Linked DNA regions of Ovis aries: region 2 is linked to region 1. A link is a contact called in public Hi-C data. All regions are on one chromosome and are shown on one strand. The core of a region is the stretch at or near the end of the contact, and the rest is flanking DNA. Distances in the headings are between cores, read along the strand shown. Region 1 overlaps LOC121819017 (a long non-coding RNA gene). Region 2 holds the start of DNAJC5G (DnaJ heat shock protein family (Hsp40) member C5 gamma).

Region 1 (2,724 bases), core at 80-2,579:
GTAGACTTGCTTAAAGGAGGGGTTGGGTAAACATGAAAGATTGAATATGTTTTATCTGTTTCTTCCTAAATCTCCACTGTAATAACAGTTAAAAAAAAAAAAAAAAGACCAGAGATCCGTAAGGTTAGAGAGAAAGGAGAAATGACAACAGGAGTTAAGAGGTGTCAACATAATATTGCAAAATGAAAGCCAATGGATGATTGATAACTGATGTAGCAAGGTGGAGAGACTTAAATGGAAGAAGCTGGTGAAAGGAGGGCTGCAGGCACTGGCGGGTAGTGGAGGGCAGCAATAAAGAGCAATCAGCTGGCTCAGCAGAACACAGGAAAGGACCAGGAATCAACGTGCAACCAATAGAGTGGTTCCTCATCTCTCTATTTTTGCCTTTTTCAGTTTTTAAAAAAAATATTTATTTATTTTTATTTGGTTCCACTAGTCTTAGTTGGGACACAGGAAATCTTCCATCGTCGTTGTGGCATGCAGGACTTTTTTTGTTGTTGTGGCATGTAACTCTTAGTTGCGGCATGTGGGATCTAGTTCCCTGACCAAGGATCAAACCTACCCCCCTGCATTAGGAGTGCAGAGTCTTAGCCCCTGGACCACCAGGGAATTCCTCCAGGGTTTTACTTAAAAGGAATTAGGTACTGTTTTGAACCTCGTTTCTTTCGTTTCACACAATACCTTTCAAAGTCATCTGTGTTGTTGTATCAATACTTCTTTCCTTTTAATTGTTAACTTGCCATCTGTTTGATAAATGTGCCACAGTGTGTTGAGTTGGTCCCAGGTTCTGCTGTAAACAATGGTGTAGAGGTTTTTCAGTTTTTTTGTCAACAGAGGTTTTCATTTCACTTGGGTAAACACCTAGAAGTGAGGTTCTGGGTCCTAGTAAATCCTCTGAATAATGCTGATTATTCTGTTGTTGTTTTAACAAGCAACCGATCCAATGAGATTCAGACCACAAGTTCTGGCTCACCTCCTACAGAAAGTAATTCCCACGTTAGTTCAGCTTTGAAAGACTTTGCTATACTGTGTGGATCTGTCTGTTCATGTCCTACTCTGGGGTTGGTCTGGGACTTAGATGTGTATCTATGTATATAGGTTATAGTTGCATTCTTAATGCTTTGCCTGCTTCTCTGTGTGTGTCTTGCTTATGAACAGCTTGGGGGTGAGCCTGAGTCTTGTGTCAGCTCATAGGAAAAATCAGAGCTGCTTCTCCAACTCTCTCACGTGAGGGATTTCCACGTTACAAATTGATGGATCGTGTGACTTCTCTTACCCGTCATAGCTCATTGTGAACGGTGAGAAGGATGCCAAATTCTGTTGCTATAAATGTCTAGTGACAGCATTTCATTTTAATCTCCACCCCGTGCCCTGCCTCTTGGGTCATCCACAACCACTGTGTTCACACATTTCTCATGAAACAAACTCACTGTCCTTCTGTGTTGCCAGGAAGATTCCCACCAACAGAATGTTTGGGAAATGTGTTGTAACATCCTGTACAGGGGCTGCCAAATAGCCATTGCACCATATTATTTTTTTTTCTGGCACTTTAGAGACTCTTTAATCACCCTATTGATGTAAAAAAAAATCTGCCAATCAGTTTTTTTCTCTAAAATAATAGGTTATAACAGGATTGTTGTATCGTTGCTAAGTTGTGGCTGGCTCTTTGCAACCCCATGGACTATAGCCCTCCAAGCTCTACTGTCCATGGGATTTCCCAGGCAAGAATACTGAAAGTGAAAGTGAAGCCTCTCAGTCGTGTCCGACTCATTGCGACCCCATGAAGTGTAGCCTACCAGGCTTCTCTGTCCATGGGATTTTCCAGGCAAGAGTACCAGAACGGGTTGCCATTTCCTTCTCCAAGAATACTGAAGTGGGTTGCTATTTCCTTCTCCAGGTGATCTTCCAAACCAGGGATCAAACCCACATCTCCTGCATTGGCAGGTGGGATCTTTACCACTGAGCCACCAGGGAAGCCCCATGACAGGATACAGACACACAAACTATTTTTGCAATTGGCCATATAGAACTCAGTAGCCATAAGGGTGCATTTGAAAACTTAAAAAAAGTGGTATTCTGTCTTTATCATAAATAATAATTGGCCTGTTATCATATTTGATGTTGCTCTATTGTATGACTATCTGCTTGATTCAGCTTCCCAAACTGAGCAGTACTTAAGCACAGAGTCTTTCAAGCTGACAAAATTTACCTTTGGTATCACATCCAACATTCAAATAAGAATTCTTATATCTTGATCACATTCTTACCACCTTTCATTTCATACTTCTGTGACTAGGGGGAAACAGAAACAAATATGAAAGTGTTCCCCTGTTGAGAGTTTGTTCATGAGTCCCCTTCAAACAAATATTCAATGTATCACAAGAAAATAAAAGTACAGATCAGTCCTAAGGACAGTCATTTTCTCACAAAACAAGATTTCTAGTAGCTAGGTGGTCTAAGATCAGCTCAGAGTCTGAATGAGGTCATTACAGATCCCCAAAGACCAACTAGTCCATCTTTGTGCTTTGCCAGCCTCAGCATATTGGTGATGCTTCCACTTGGGGTTTCAAGATGGCTGCAGAAATTTGCAGACAATGCATGAAGACATGATTTCATGCAGCAAAGAGGAAAAGGTTCTTCCCATGCATCTCATTACACTACAACAGGAAAAAACTCAACATACCATTTCAAAACAACAAATATGCTTTATTAGTGATTATATTA
Region 2 (2,724 bases), core at 158-2,657, 98 kb before region 1:
TTTTCTTTTCCTGTCCACGGGAAACTCCTACACATGCTTTAAGACCTACATCAAATGTCAGTATTCCTAAGAAACTTTTCTTCATTCCTTCAATTGTTCCCACCTTCCTCTATAAAAGCATTTATCCTATCGTATTGTAATTTACCTTGCATCTTCCTTTAAAATGATGTCTTGAACATTTCCAAAAGTCATGCCTGTTCTTCAGAAACGTCCTTTAAATACTATTACATAAGGAGGATGTACCATAATATAATTACATAATCCAGATTGGATAATTGTTTCTAATCATGATATAATAGTATAATGACCTTATGAAAATTCTTATCTTTAATCTTTGAGAAAATCTTTTTTTTTTTTCTTTAGTGTAGATTTCTGAAAGTGGAATTATTGGGTCAAAGTGAATTTTTTTGAGGCTTTTGAGGCTTTTGATCCACTTTCTTTCTAGAAAGTTACCAAAAGTACCAATTTACCTCCTTAACTAATTTGCCTTGCAGGACATGAGGGCACCTATGGGTGCTTGGCCTCACTTCCTGTAATCTCCGACAGGCTTGCATGAAGTTTACTACTTCATGATGTTGGTTTTCGTAGCTAAGGAACGCCAGTGGTACCTGTAATGTGTAACTGAAAGAATTTTATTGTTTCAATACTATCTCTGCCACCTGTCTTTTGGCTGTTATTATCTTTTCCCTTTATTACTGTTATTTATGCGCACTTACCTCCTCTTCTACAGATATTAATCCAGTGGTCATTGTGCTGGTTGCACATGGATTCAGTTGCATGCCAAAGATGTGAGTCATCTGAGCAAACTAGAGAGTCCATGTTCAACATGCACAACGACCACTGGATTAATTTATTTCTGTAGATCAGTGTAGGGGTGGGGACGAAAACCTTTGGTATCACGCACCAGTTCATAGGTTCTGGGTTAGATGAGTTTAGAGGTTAGTCACCCAAAGTAAAGGAGCTAAAGTTGACAATTTTTTTTTACTAAAGTATATTGTTTCAATATATTGTTCTATTTTATTACTGTTGTAATTTTTTTTAATTTAAATTTTTTTAACACTAAAAACATTTTGTATTCGGGTATAGCTGACTAACAGTGTTGTGGTAGTTTCAGGAGAACAACAGAGGGACTCAGCCATATCTGTACATGTATCCATTCTCTCCCAAGTTGCCCTCCCATCCAGGCTGGCACATAACATTGATAAAGTTGGCAATTTTTTGATGGTTTGTTCTCTAACTAACCTCCAGCTTTTTGTCACCATCATGGGATGACAGAACTAGTGGAACAGCCCAAGTCGTTTCTTCACCAGCACTGGGAAGAGAGCAGAAGGCACTGAAGTTCACTGTACTTACCCGAACCCCTTCTCTCAGTCTACAGGCCCAGTGTGGTCCGGCCCCGCCTCTCCCTCCAGCTCCATGAGTACCGCTGTCTTGCTTGCTCAGGTCTCCGATGAGCCACTTTTCTGTCAGTTCTTTGAAGACACTGTGTTCCTTCCCCCTCCTCTGCGTGGAGGACTCCTCCCCAGGCTACATGCATGGCTGAGTTTAGAAGGCTGAGAGTCTCTAAATTGAGTTCCACTTCTCTCTCCCCGTCTCAGAACACCCTCACCATCATTTGTGAATATATATTTATCTGTACGTTAATTTAAGGTCTGCCTTCACCAGTAGACAGTGAAGTCCATGAGGGCAGGACCTTGTCCACTTGTTCACCATTGTGAACAACACCTGGAACCATGCCTGCTCAGAATAAGTGAATTAATGATTTGCTGAATGAGCAATAGCAGAGGGAGCCCTCTGCTGGTCCAATGGAGGTCCAGAGTTTGGGCCCTAGCAAGAATTCCCTGGAACAGAAACGCTTAGCTGGAGAATTGGACAGGACTGAGAGTCAGCCTTTCCTCATACAGCCTAAGACAAAAAGACAGACACACGAGGGATAAAGAGACAGAAGCATTAGGAGAGAGAGTAATGGCAATTCTGGGCTCCTTGTTTCTCGTTTGTCTTAGTTTTCCTCCATTTCTTAACATAGTTTCTGGAATATTGTAGATGCTCAGTAAATGTTGGTTAAATTGAATGAACAAACACACTAGTGTACCTTTTCAAAACACTTTTACCTTATTGTCTCCTTTGATCCTCATAGCCCTGGGAGGTGGTGTGATCACGTCCCTGCTTTATAGAAGTGAGCCTGAGAAAGAAGACAAATTGTGTTTGGAGAAGGGTTAGTAAACATCTTTCACATCTTGTCAGAGGCTCCAGAATGTTATTACTTCTTATCACTGCCCTCTGACATTCTAATTAATTCTAATCATAGTTTGTGGCTCTTGAAATAGCCATTATCTTTAAGCCCTCTGCTCTCAAGGAGATGACACGGCAGCCAGCAGGCTGCAGAGATGGGAACAGAGCAGTCAAGCTGGTCTGGCACTCTCTGGCCTGGGGCCCTCCCCTAGAAACAGAGCCCTTTTGACTCTCTTTCCTATGCACGGGGTCTCTTCTAACACCCAGCGCAGAACTAGGAAGAACACTCAAGCCAGGAGTCTGAAGCCCTATGTCTTTGTTTTGGCTCTGGCTCTAAAAGCTGTGTGATCTTGGACAAGTCACTTAATCTCTGAGTCTCTTCCCTCTTCTGTGAAGTCCTGGGCTGTTTCACAGGGTTGAGATCAAGACTAAGTTAAATTTGGTTGCAAAAGTAATGGAAACAATTTAAATAACTGCTAAAGGATGATGATG

What was found. A called contact is a pair of places that touch in the nucleus more often than the background predicts.
Region 2: a Hi-C map of mixed tissues shows a contact between it and region 1, with 2.6 times the contacts expected there. The contact joins the promoter of DNAJC5G here to the enhancer-like site in region 1. A contact is called at or near these places in 3 of 16 Hi-C or Micro-C datasets (mixed tissues, omental adipose tissue and tail adipose tissue).

The regions. Positions count from the first base shown.
Region 1 is chr3:34,254,521-34,257,244 of ARS-UI_Ramb_v3.0, reverse strand. The region is part of intron 2 of LOC121819017 (a long non-coding RNA gene); the gene reads left to right. Among named protein-coding and RNA genes, the nearest start is that of PRR30, 37 kb to the right of the region's middle. Within about 2 kb of position 1,329, at least 11 of the 54 cell types and tissues checked have an H3K27ac peak or open chromatin away from gene starts, as enhancers often do. A contact at or near this core is called in tail adipose tissue, where this site is marked.
Region 2 is chr3:34,352,877-34,355,600 of ARS-UI_Ramb_v3.0, reverse strand. It overlaps DNAJC5G (DnaJ heat shock protein family (Hsp40) member C5 gamma), which reads right to left and starts at 1,407. Exons shown (of 6, transcript XM_027965777.3): 1 at 1,354-1,407.